Linked DNA regions of Hordeum vulgare: region 1 is linked to region 2. The links are chromatin contacts, called in public Hi-C maps. All regions are on one chromosome and are shown on one strand. The core of a region is the stretch at or near the end of the contact, and the rest is flanking DNA. Distances in the headings are between cores, read along the strand shown.

Region 1 (6,561 bases), core at 284-2,783, 180 kb after region 2:
GTATTGGTACCAGCAGCTTTAGCATTTCAATAGGAAAATGAATGATTTTGTGATGTTTGTATATCTTACTTTGAACCAAAAAGAGATGCCAATTCTCCTAGTTAACACACATATGCTACATTTTGCATCCGACGCAGATATGCTACATTTTGCATCCGACACAGGGCATTGGATTAATATGTTACCTGGGTTTAAACATATTCAGAGAATTGGTTGAAACAAGTTGATATTTCAGTACAAAAAGAGGCAAGTTATTCATATGACCTGCAAGTAAGCAAGTACATCAGCAACAGACACTCCCAATGCTTCTTCATGCTGACCAGATATCCATAGATGGGCACACTCCTGCCAAAAATCCAAGGCAAGGTTGGATCAATTGAGCAAATTATTAGCTGACAGTATGTGCTGCTAGATTGAAGAACACGAAGTGATTATCTCAACAGATTCCACCTACAACTTACATAACGCTCAGACAAAGACCTAATTTACCACTCAGAACACTAAACTGGTCCCTGTCATCAAAAGGTTTGTGAAACCCAAATTGCATATATGATTATGTATGCAGAACATTGCAAACCCTTCACTCTTTAGAACTGATTGTGCGCACCGTGTTGAGCTTTGGGCTCTGCACTAGTCTCTTAACCCACTTGAAAACTAACATTACCACCACACTTCCCCGAAACGTGCCGCGACATCCAAAGAATCGTAGCCCTATTAGCAGCGCCAACCCAAGCAGCCCTTAGTCCAGAGAGATCACCGGATGGCACGCCCAACTGACGCTGTTGATACACTCTGTAATATGCTGTAGCTGTTCATTCTCCTATTCTCTTCAGCTCCCCAACAGTACATCACCGTCTTGGCGAAGTACCAAACCGTGCATTTTTCTTGTTGATTATCTCGTTTTCTCGCCGCACACCAAATTTCTACGAACAGGTGACACGCTCCACCCAAGAAGCCCCCAAATCCCAGCACCACACCAAGAATTCTCGACCAGATTCGGCAAAAGAAGCAAAATTCTCAATCGTAGACCACCAGGAATCACAAAGAACTCGAGGCGGGGCCCTATCACCCACTAATCCCCGCGTAACTGGCCATTGACCGGAGCCAAGAACTCGGCCAAGGCAGGATCACACGACGCGTCAACCGATCAAACGGGCAACCGACGGGAAACGGAGAGGGGGGGGGGGGGGGGGGGGTGAGTTGCGGACCATGGCGTGGCGCTCGCCGGCGATGAAGGAGGCCTTCTGGTTGGCGACGGCCTGCGCGTAGAGCTGCGAGAGCGCGTTGGCGGCGCCCCGGAACGTGTGGTGCACCTCCGCCTCCGCATCGTCCTCCGGAGCCCGCTTCTTCCCCGCGTGACGCGCCGCCTCCATCCGGAAGATGGCCGGGGTACGGGGTGGAGAACCTTCTGGAAGCTCTCCCCGGAGCAGAGGCGGAGGCGAAGGCGAAGGCGAAGGTGGAGAACTGGAGATGGAGGACGAGAGGAAGCGTCTGATGGCAGTGCGATGGTGTCACGTATGGTGGTGGTCCACGACTTCGCAGGCTCCCTGGACCGGGCGCCCCTATGTCTCGCTTATAGCGAGACGAAGGGCAGCGCGAGATGGACTAGCCTAGGTATCGCTGGAGTCCACAGCACTCTTTTCTTCTTCTTCTTCTTCTTTTTACTTTTTATATTCTTTTTATTTACACTTCCAAAATTATGAATATATATATTAAAAAATATACATTACATAATGTTCTGAATGTTTTTAATCATGAATTCGAAAAAGGTTTAATGTATTTTAAAAGCTGTTAATCAAGAGTTCTACTAAAATCAACAAGTATTTGAAAAATGTTGATCAAGCATTTGAAAAAGGTTAAATGTCTATATAAACATTGTTTATCATGTATTAAAAAATGTCAACATTGCATATGAAAAATATTAATCAAGCATTTGGAGAATGTAAATTGTGTGTACAAAATTATTAGTCATGTATTAAAAATGTTAATATTTTCCTTGAAAATATTAATTAAGAATATAAAAATAAATGGTATATGTGTATAGGAAAAATGTTAACCATCTATTAAAAATTCTTGTATTCAAAATGCTAATCAAGCATTCCGAAATGTAAGAAAATGTGTATGAAAAAAATGTTGATCATGTGTTTCAAAAAAGTTAAACTTGTATTTGCAAATGGTAAACATGTATTAGAAGAATGTATCTGATATATACCAAAAAAGTACAACATTTACAAGAAAAAATAGACATCCAAAAGATATAAGATTCCATAAAATATTAATCGTGTATTTAGAAAAATGGTAAACATGTATACAAAAAATATTTCATATTATATGCAAAAAATGTTAAATGTGTACTGCAAACCGAAAGAAAAAACCGAAAAAAAGAATGCAAATATTGAAAATGACAAGGAAATAAAGAAACAATGAAAATGAAGAAGAAATGAAAAAACTGAAGAAAACAGAGAAAAAGGAAGGAAAAGAAAAGAAAAAACACAGTTAAAATCGAGAAAGAAATAGAAAAAAAAAGTAAAAGAAAAGAAAAAAGAAAAAATCCATGAAAAAACAAATAACAAAAAATGAAAAAACTATGGAAAATTGATATTTTACCTCAAGTTGGTTGTGTCGTCTAGTTTTCCACAAAGACAATGTGCCTCACTAGCTAGCAGAGGTATCTCACCACAAAGGAAGCTCGGGTTTGGTCCTGGTTCTCCCCTTTTACCTACATTTATGTTGTTTCGCGTGGAAGCTAATGGGCCGGTCCATTACTGCGGACGCATCACCGAGTGTTGTTCCATCCGCGTGAAGCCAGATGTAGCTCTTGCGCTCTGGACCTGGTGACGCTAAGTCGTGGACATGTTTGTTTATATGGGATTTTATTAAGGAATTTCTAAGGGGCGTGTTTGGCCAAAACCCCATCCAACGCTTTAAGCGCGAGTTATACGTGTTTGGGAAAGCTCGCGCATGCCCCGCACCCCCTCTCCACCTTGAACTCATCCATGTAACAATTTTTTTGGAAAGTGATTGGTTTTCATATGGATGCAGACATTCGCGCGCCAGCCACCTGCCACGTGTCCTGTGGTCCCAGTTGGGCTCCCCATCGCATCTCCCTCCCCAGCCTTACCTTGATCGCTGCAACCACTCATTCTTTTTTTACTTTTCCTCTAATCACATAAGTTTGTTTCCCACCTTTCTCTAGCCTTTTTTTTGGATCTTAGGAGCTTCTCCCTCAATTCCGACAGCTCGGGCCGCCGTGAGATTGTTGTCTTGCCCGTAACATCCATTGCAATGAAGCTATCAACGATGTTGTGTGCCACACTACTTTGTGTGCTCCAACCATCGTGCTCCCACTCCATTGCTACTACTGCATCCACAGTTGCTGGAAGTAAAGTTCAGCAGCACAACCCCCCGCCATCCTCTTGTTCGTGGCTGCAGCATTCGCTGGTGCTGCAATGTGCTCGATATCGCCGATGCCAGGGAGCAATCATGAGGTGTCGTCGGTGCTGCAAGGAATTACTGGGAAGTTGTTGCAACCATAATGACGACAGTGTTGCTGCAACGGTGCGACCTCGCCGCCGGTGGACAGGCACGACATGGCTGCATCATCCGTTGATGCAGCGAGGCCCAGGCGCGTTGGAAGTCGATGATGCGAGGTCCACGACATTGGTGCGAACGGAGCGGATGCAACAACCATGTTGCAACGACGACAAGTGACGGTGATGGTATAATGATGGTGCAACCCACGGGACCTTGTCGTCGGTCGATGAGCACTGTAGCTTGTGTGCCCATCCAACAAAGGAATAGTTGCAACATCTGGTGATGCTGCGAGGTGCGGGCGCTGTAAGTCGGGTGGGTGGTGCTACGTGATAGAAGCATGGAGGGGCGACACTGTGGAGGTCAACGGTGATGCGTCAGACGTCAACATCGGAGATGTCGCGTGAAGAGAGCGAAGCAAACTCACCCGCTCTGTGCTTAGCGTGTTTTGTTGATGGGGAGTTGATGCTTTTGAGTTGACTTGATCGTGCGGATTGTACTGTTCTGATTATAATGAATCAAACGATAGAGGAAGCGGGTGCAATTTTCGTTACTACATCCGGATGGCGCCTAGCACGCGGCATTTTTTTTCTCGTTTGCAAAGTCTTCCGCGACTACTTCCTGCATCGTTTAGTTTTTCCCTCACAAGATTGACAAACCATCTGGAATATATTTAAAAAATTCATGAACCTTCCTAAAATCTGAAATATGTTTTCCAAATCTCAAGACCTTTTTCCAAATTTCTAGATCAACATTTTGTGAAATTTTCCGCATTCATGAACTATTTCAAATTATGAACTTCTTTTAATCCCATGAATAGTTTAAAAGTCTGTGAATGTTCTTTCTCAATGGTTGACCCTTTTGCAAATGCATCGGCATTTCCATATCCGTGAACTTTTTCAGTTATTGTTATTTTGTTTACAAAATCCATGATTATTTTTCTAAATTTGCAGACTTTTAAAATAAATCCATGAACTGTTTACAAATTTTACAATAAAAAATAAAACCCATGAACTTTATGCAAAAATGTGTTTTTTCAAAATCAATGAACTTTCTAAATTTTCAACTTTTCCATGTACGTGATTTTTTATTGAAATTTATGAACTATTCCCTCCGTCTGGAAATACTCTTCGTAGGAATGGATGTATCTAGATGCATTTTAGTTTGCGATACATCCATTTCTATTCATTTTTACGACAAGTAATTCCGGACAGAGGGAGTATTTTAGAAGCAATGAAAGTTTTCCAGTTTTGTGTAAAAAACATGTTTACCCTTTATTGAATAATATTTTTAAAAGTCAAGCATCAACTGGTCCACCTATCAACCAGCTATAGCCGGGTCGACCAGGACCTGCGCGTGTGGGCGACAGTTGGCCTAGCTGTCACTGGTAAGGGGGAGCTCCTATGTGACGCTCTTTGTGTCAAAATGTCGACGTTTCACACAGGGCGTAGCTCACCTCAGCCGACCAATTTTGCGTTCGCGCATTCTCAAGGTGGAAAACACTTGAAATAAAAGCATCACTAGTGTTGGGACTCGATCTCGTGACTTCGTAGCGACGTGCAAGATAGGCCAACCGCTACAATCAATTGCCGTTTGTGTTGAAATTTTAGCACAATGCTAAAAGAACGAAACTACAACGTTAAAAACTTAAACCTTTGCAAAAAACCAAAACTAAAGTACAAGTGAGGGATTGAACGAAGGACCTCCTACAACTGAAGCAGGTCACTAGCGACCTAAATTCCTAGAAATATATGTCTAAAACCTCAAACATTTCATGAAAATTTAAACATTTTGGGGATTCTCAAGCATTTTTCAAAAAAGGAACAAAAATGAAAGTAATATCATGTTTTGAAATTGCGAATAATTTCTACAAAAATTAAACATTTTCTAAAAATAATGTCATTTTTAGAACTTGTTCATAATTTTGAAAACATTCATAATTTCATAATTACAAAAAAAATCAAAGAATAATTTTGAAATGCATATTTTTTTTGAATTCAAGAACAAACTTTAAAACATAACCGTTTTACAATTTGAGAAGAAATCTGGAAAGCTTGAACATTTTTGGAAATTCCTGAAGTTTTTTTTTAATTTGTGAACAAAAATGAAAAAATGCAATTTTTTTAAATTCCCCAAACATTATTTGAATTTGGGCACAAATCTTAAAAATATGACATTTTTCTAATTTGCCAACAAAATTTGAATGTGGGAACATTTTCTCAAATTCCCAAACATTTCTTGAATTTGTGAACAAATATGAACATTATTTGCAATTGACAACCATTTTATGAATTTTCAATATTTTTAAATTTGTAACTTAACTATTATTAAAATTTGGAAAAAATGTTAAGAGAAAGTGAACAAATATTTAAAATTTTATTTGTTTTTCGATTTCTAAAACAAAATTAAAACATGAACCTTTTATAAAATTGGGCAAATGCTAACATTTTTATATTTCTGAACATTTTTTCGAAAATACAAAAGTAAACTTGAAAAAAAACATAAAAGGGCAGAAAATAAATGGAAAAACAAAAAATAAAAAAGAGATAAAAATACGGAACAGGAAAGAAAATGAAAATGCAAAAGAAATAAAAAAAATAAACTGTTTTGGGAACATTCGAGAAGGTTGCCAAAACTGGGATTAGTGGAATGCGAATGCCCCCTTGCGTCTAAATGGCTGGCCCATCTCAGTGGATCCCTTCAGTCTATGTGCAGTTGTCCAACAATTCGATGCAAAATGTGTCAAATAGGAAATCGCTTTTCACGTTTCCAACTAGGAGTTCTTATGTGACACTCTTGGCGTTCATGTAGTATTGTTTCGCATAAAGTGTCCTACTGTTGAGCTTCATTCAAGTTTTTGAAAAAAACCTTATTTGCTGCTTTGTGCAAAGCGGTGTTGAGGCTTCGCACAGAGCGGGCGAGGGATCGGGCTGGCGGGGCTTCATTGCCTGGTTTTGAGAACCTTTCCCAGTCTGTTTTTTCGGTCTTTGGGAAACTTTTAGAAGGTTTTCAGAGCGGGTTTTTTTTTCC
Region 2 (7,199 bases), core at 4,062-6,561:
TTTGTGACATATAACTTATATTTTATTAATCAAAACTACCGGTCAGAATTGGACACAAAATATGAAAAAGTCTGATTAACCATGACGGAGCTAGTACTAGGAACCGAACCCGAAAATTACGCCGTCGAAGAAAAATGAAAATGTATGCATGGTATGTTGTTGAAGAAAAAGAGAAAATGTATGCATGCAACATAGCATCTGACTTTCATAAGCAATAGTTTAGCGCTGGTGGTCAAGCGATGCTCTTCTACCATGTCTAAGATTGAGTTAACAATTTTACATTTATTGTCACGAACGACGATCAGGGTAGATAGCTAAGTTGGCATTCTAGGGCGGACTGGGTTCGTTTAAGCGTGACAACCAGGGAGAGGACATCGTTGGAACTTATTTGGGTTGAGGTTGGATAGTCCGCCATAGGATGGGTGAGAGGCCCAACCGGTTTCAAATCCAAATAACAACTCTTTCAATCGAGATTATAAGCGATACATCGTCAGAAACAAAACAAGTTAGAGATGAAACCTTGGAATTTGTGAAAACTTGATGTGAAGCTAGGAAAATGTTGATGAAGACGCAATCAATTCTCAATAGTGTTGGTTGGTCATGTTTGATCCACCATGTAAACCTTATATCGAGAAGGGGAAGTTCAATTACAACAAGATTACTATGGTGTTGTTACACACGTCAGCTTCAGTTTGATGGAAGGGGTGTTGTTATTCTCAAAGAGCTACTATAACGTAATGTTGAAATCCACCATAATGGTTCGGTGCGAGTTTGCATGTATAGAGGTAGAGGAGAGAGTTCATATAGGAAGTTTTGCTTCACCGCTTGATATGTTGGACTGTGAAAGTTTGCGATAGTTATGAGTGTAAGGTGAGGCGAGAGATCATGACCGTTTATGTGTAAGCAATGACTTCCTCTTATGATGATGAATTGATAAGATGCCAAGGCTGTTAGGATGCCACCAACTTGGGGGGGGGGGGTCTAGGAGGGGTATCGGTCGAGGCAGGAGAAGTTCCAAGTTGGCTTGAAGGTACATCAAAGCACGGAGGAGTAGAAATCCGTTATGGTTTTAAGTTTAGAGACATGTGAGACAAATTCTTGATCATTTATGAATAAGAGTGGTGACTTTTTCTGGAGGAGATGGATAGGCATGCGGGTGTGGAAATAGCAGGTGGTTTCGTCTCCATCAAGTACAACTTATACTTTGCGTCTTGCACCCAATATGAACATTATGGATCGTACGCTTGAGAAGCTTGATAATGACTTTCCTAAGTGATAGTTTAGGGTGGGAGATGAAGCGTCGCTCTTCTTACGCCAACGTTGTAGGGTGGATCAAGTTTGTTTAAGCGCGGCAACCATGGAGAGGGCTTAGTTTGAACTTGTATTGGTCGAGAGTTAGGCTTAGCATAGCCGGCCATAGGATGGGCGGGAAGACTAACCGTTTCCAAATAAAAAAAGCGCAAGATGGGAGAAAAATGTGTCAATTAATAGTAGATGGGGCACATGGTAAGAGACAAAACGAGTTCATGAGGAAACCGTTGGGAAAACTTGATCCCACGCTAGGTTTATGAAGCCACTATCAATCCTCACTCGTGTTCATTGGTGAGTTTATTCGACCATGTAAACCTTCTGTCTATAAGGGGAAGTTTAATTAGAGCAATATTATTTATTGCTTTATTAAACACGTCGACTAAGGTTCGATGGAATGATGCATTGTTATTATCAAAAAGCTATATCATAATGTTGAAATCACCCATTAAGATTCAGTGCTAGTTTTGCTTCAACACGTGATGTGTTCGAGCATAATCGTTCAGGGTGGTTATGACCTTATGGGTAATTGCAAGGCAAGGCGAGGGGTCGTGGCAATTTAGGTATAAAAATAACTTTCTCTTAAGATGGAGAATTGAGAAGGTGCCAAGGCCGTTAGGATGCCACCAACTGGGAGGGGGAGGGGGGGCGAGGGACAGGAAGGGGTATAGGTCGAGGTGGGAGAAGTTTCAAATTGGCTTGAAGGTCGATCCAAGCACGGAGGAGAAGAAATCCATTGAAATTTCAAGTTTAGAGACACGCGGGACAAATTCTTGACCTTTTAAGAATAATAGTTGTGATATTTATTATGGCGTACGGGCGTGGAAATAACGAGTGACTTCGTCTCCATGAAATGCAACTTATACTTTGTCGTGTTGCACCCAATAATGAACATTTATTGGGCCGTACACTTGAGGACCCTAATAAGGTCTTTCCTAAGTGATAGTTAGGGTTGGAGTTGAAACACCGCTCTTTTACGCCAACATTGTACGATGGACCGAGTTCATTTAAGCGCGATAACCAGCAAGAGGGCTCAACTTGGACTTATGTGGACCGAGAGTTAGGCTTGTAGGATAGGCGTCTGTGGGATGGGTGGGAAGACCAACCATTTCCAAATCAAAAAAAGCGCGGGACGAGGGACCAATGTGTCGACCGACATTACAATTGGTACGGGGTCAGAGACAAGATGAGTTAGCGACGAGACCGTTGAGAAAACATGATCCCACGCTAGGTTTATGAAGCCATGATCAATTCTCTCTAGTGTTGGTTGGCGATGTTTGTTTGGCCATGTAAACCTTCTGTCCAAAAAAGGAAGTTCAATATAGCAATTTTCTTTACTGTGTTGCTAGACATGTTGTCTTCGGTTTGACCAAGGAGGAATTGTTCTTGGGATGGCTCTTTCGTAAGGTTGGGAATAAAATCTTCTATTATGTTTGGCTTCTATTACCCCATCCGCTTATAAATACTCTATGAATTACATAGAAAACAAAATACATGAATCTATACTCTAAAATGCATCTATATAATCTATACGTTGTTTGTAATAAAATCTAAGACTTACATTTAGAAAGGGAGAAGTATGATCCATTGCGAGTTTGAATAGGGTGAGACAGAGAAGAGCTCGCCTAGGAAGTTTTGCTGAATCATGTGATCTGTTGGAGCATGAACGTTCACGGTGGTTAGGCGAGGGTGTAGGATCCTGGAGTATGTGACTTTGTGAGGTATTCGGCACTGGCCTGATACCTGGACATTCAAATAGCAGAAAAGGAAACTTCGAGAGAGGAGCCTACCTCAGAGAGCACCAAATTGGGCCGTAAATACAAACGGACGCCAGGCTCATTAAAGATCCGATCACACTAGAGGCGCAGTTGACCAGTGCAGTGAGAATGGAGGAGAATGGCACGGCGACGATCGACGATTCCTAGGTGGAGCGAGCCACTGCAAAAGGCCAAGGCACACCGCGTGCGCAGTGGACCTGGACGTGGCTCGGGATCAGCGCCGCCCCGACCATGGCGCAGGTGCAGGGTGCCAGACACCTCGGACTTCCACGATCGAGGTGGATACTCGAACAGTCTCAACGGTGACAAGTACTACCACAACGATTATTTCGGGGAAATCAACAAGAGACCATAGGCATCTGAATCTGAATTCTGAAACTTCTCAACTAAAGGCAGACATCTTACAGGTTATTGCTCCAACTGACTATCACTGACTACCTCCGTACCAAAATATAAGTCGTTTTTAGGCTGGAATAGACAATCAAACGTCTTATATTTTGATATACAGAGCTAATACTATGAACCGAAATCGAAAGGTGAAATGCATGCTGGCGAAGGAAAAGGAAAAGCGAAATGTATGTATGTATGCATGGGGTCCTGCATGGCTGCCTGTGTCCTGCCTAGTTGGGGTGCCCTGTGGTGGAGGGGCTGGAGCCGGGCTGCTGGTGGAGGCCGGCGGGCGGCGGGGTCTGCGCGCCCGGGAGGTGGTCCACGGACGACGAGTAGTTGTAGGCCTCGGCGATGTCCAGGTCGAACTCCTTCTGCTGGAGCGCCATCAGCATGCGCTGGCCGTCCACGCGCCGGCGCTGGATCCGCAGCCGCTCGCTCTCCATGTCCCACTCCTTGCTGGCCTTGAACTGCTCCCACTTGTGGCGCTGCTTCTGCAGCGCGTACTCGTGGACCTCGTACTCCAGTTGCTGCTTCTCCACCTCCAGCGCGCGCCGCTGCATCCACTGCCGCAGCTGCTGCTGGTCGCCGCCTGCCGCGGCCGCCGCCGCCGCCAGCTCGCGTTGCAGCTGCTGCATGGCGGAGGTGGACGACCTCCTGCGGGCGGGCTTGTTGTTCCCGTCCTCTTCTCCGTCTTCCCCGACCGTGGTCGCGCTGCTCTCGCCACGACGGCGCTTGTTGTGCCCGCCGTAGTTGTGGAAGCCATTGCCGTCGTCGACGCGGCCGCCGCGGCGCTTGGTGCCCTGCGCCTTCTCCTCCACGTCGTCCAGGTCGTAGTCGTCCTCCTCCTCCTCTTCAGCCTCTTTGCTGCTGAGGACGTCGTCCTCGCTGTCGCCCTCCGAGCGTGTCGAGGAATTCACCATCGCCACCGCCTGGGGGCCGGCAGACGAGTTGGCAGCGCCGGGCACCGTCGCCGGCCGCGGGTGGTGGAAGCAGTCCGCGCCGTCCTCGGCGCCGTGCGATGCTACTGCGCCGGCGCCGGGGGGGTTGTGGTAGGTGCACATCTCGCGGAAGAAGAGGTGCTTGGAGCTGAGCAGCTTGCGCGCCTCCTCCTTGGCCTTGGCCGTGAGCTCGGCCATGGCGTCGAGCAGCGCAGGGTTCTCGACCACTCTGCACGCCTTGCCGCGGCCGAGCAGGTCGACGACTCGCTTGTAGCGCTTGTTGAGGTCGTTGAACTTGTCCTCGCACTGCTGCGGCGACACCGAGAAGCCGTTCTCCAGCATCGCGTTGGACACGGACTTCCACTTACCCTTCTTCTGCTGCGCCGCCGCCTGCAGCCCGTGCCCACCGTGCGCTGCCGCCGCAGACGCCGATGCCTTCCCGTGCGGGTGCGACGCCGCCGCCTTGCCCCCTGCAGACACGCCCTCCACGTCGTCCCCGGCGTTGTACACCAGCGCGATGAGCAGACGCACCATCGCATCCGTCCACTTCATCCGCGTCCACAGGCACGCCGCCGCCCCCGCTCCCGCCCCCGGCTGCTGCACGACGCCGCCGCCATTCCCGACGCCGTTGCCCATCTCCTCCTCTTCATGCGCCTTGACCGCCCTCGAAGGCGGCGCCACGTAAGCCGCGTACGACGGCTGCGAGTGCTGCTGCCTCACCGGCATGGCCTGGTGCTGGTGGTGCTGGACCTGGAAGCCGCCGCCACCGCCGTTGCCGTGGTGGAGGTGCTCCGCCTGCTGCTGGAACGCGGAGGCGGCGTGGATCTGAGGCTGCGGCTGGTGGACGAGGTGGTTCATTTCCATGCCCAGCATCCCCGCCGGCGACCCACGCGCCCCCATCGCCGCTCCTCCGTCAACCCTCTCCATCCGCAAAGCCTGACCACCGGTCTCTGGTTGTCAACTCTCCTGTGCTCCGAGGGACTCTTGCGGTCAACTCTAGGTTTTGCGCTGGCCGGTGGAGCCGAGCGGCGAATAAAAAGGAGGAGCGGGGGCGGGGCGGGGCAGGAGGCCGCCGCCGGTATCGGCGCCGAACAGCAGCGGCCGCCTCCGCTAGAGGAGCGGCGCACGCTCTCGGTTTTGCGGGGAGCCCACGGACGCGCCGAAAACCACCTAGGATTCTTTGCGCCCGATGGCCTCCTCTGTGGCACGGCTTGTAACCGGGCGTGCGCGCAGAAGATCCGTGGAGGATTGTTGAATCAGCTGCTGCCCCGGTTTGTCCCCTCGGCTGGCTGTGGTTTGCCCAAGTTTTCTTTATTACATGTGCCTCAATGTTTTGGCAAATTCGTACAAGGCCCTTGGTTGTGATTTTTCACAGCTGCTCACCGATCATTTTCTTGTGTAGTAACCTTTTTTGAGGAAAAGTGAATATACTTATTTGCTGGGAAGGGGGAAAGGAAATATATTAATAAGACAGATTTGATATATTCAACATTGATCACAATATATTAGCAACATAAAAAAAAACATTGATTACAATATATTCACCTCTCCATGGAGAGCCCCTCCCAACGAACAATGTCCCAGCCTCAAGTCTTGGTAAGCTCTTCTTTAAAAAAAATGACATGTATTACTCAAAATCAAATGATTATAACCTTTAATACAAAGTTGTTCTTAGAGCTTAATGCTCCTGTCTTTGAAGTAGAGTCATAGCACTTATTCATGAAAATGGCCTACTTTGGACCAAAAGGATCTACACCTACTTGAATGCCAATCCACTCTCTTTCCCAATAAAATTTCCTACCCCCTAAATATAATCAAGGCCTGGTTCTTAGTCAAGATAACTAGCTTACTTACCACATTAAGAATATGGTCTACTTTGCAATGTTCGGGGCAGCAAACTCGGATTCGGCAAGAATCTCATTTTTGTGGTGACCTACTTCTTTGGTAAAGTAACCTTCAAAACTGATATATCATCCAATCTAGAACCAAACCAGGCAACGGTACACAGTTCAGTTATAGACAAATTATTAATGAAGTGGGTCGCAGTATTCTAACCGTGACGTAGTATGTGACTAAACAAGTTTTACGATCTCTTCACAAAGCTTCTTTTATTTCATGCACCATGAATGCATGTCTCGAATGATCAATCATTGTGCTTTGAATCAACTTCACTGGTTGTAAGCAATTTGATTCAATAGTTATGGGTGAAGGGGTCACTTCATCTTTTGCTAATGTCACTCCCTCCATAATCGTTGAGAGACCTGCCTCGAGCACGTCGCGACAAGAAAACAGATCCTGACATGAAGTGAATATAATCTCACCCCATGTCCTTTGAGGATCACACCAGTTGCACCGAGTTGCTTGCCTCTCAGTAAGAATCATCAACATTTAGTTTTGCCCGGCATGCATCTAGAGTCTGCCAAGCCTAGCTAACAACGGATAAGCTTTGTTGGAGATTGTTGGTTGAAGAGATGATGCTTGAGCATATGATATTGTTGCCCTTACTGTCGTGTCATCATCATCATCATTGAAGTTTTGCGCAAAGCTTGGAATTGATCCTAGATAATTGTAGAGGAAACATAATGATGCATTGGTTTATGGTGCAAGTTTGACATGAAGCACTTCATCTCTAAATTGCCATATATGGCATAGCACCACTAGCAACATAATTCACTCGATGGGGGACGAGGGGATCACGTAAAGTTTGTAACTTCCATTTTGTTTCTAGTAGGTTGGATCATTCAAACATCTTGAAGTCTCCATACTGGCGACATAGCTTGCCATA

The links. Hi-C and Micro-C count contacts between places; a contact is called where the count stands out from the background.
Region 1: a contact with region 2 is called in a Hi-C map of seedling, with 3 times the contacts expected there. The contact joins the promoter of LOC123439510 here to the promoter of LOC123442960 in region 2. A contact is called at or near these places in 2 of 6 Hi-C or Micro-C datasets (leaf and seedling) and 1 of 1 datasets of contacts at active chromatin or transcription factors (embryo).

What each region holds. Positions count from the first base shown.
Region 1 is chr3H:57,112,178-57,118,738 of MorexV3_pseudomolecules_assembly, forward strand. LOC123439510 reads right to left here and starts at 1,534. Exons shown (of 3, transcript XM_045116223.1): 1 at 1,209-1,534; 2 at 265-345. The coding sequence starts at 1,373.
Region 2 is chr3H:56,932,016-56,939,214 of MorexV3_pseudomolecules_assembly, forward strand. It overlaps LOC123442960, which reads right to left and starts at 5,312. Exons shown (of 1, transcript XM_045119156.1): 1 at 3,447-5,312. The coding sequence starts at 5,287. The coding sequence ends at 3,707.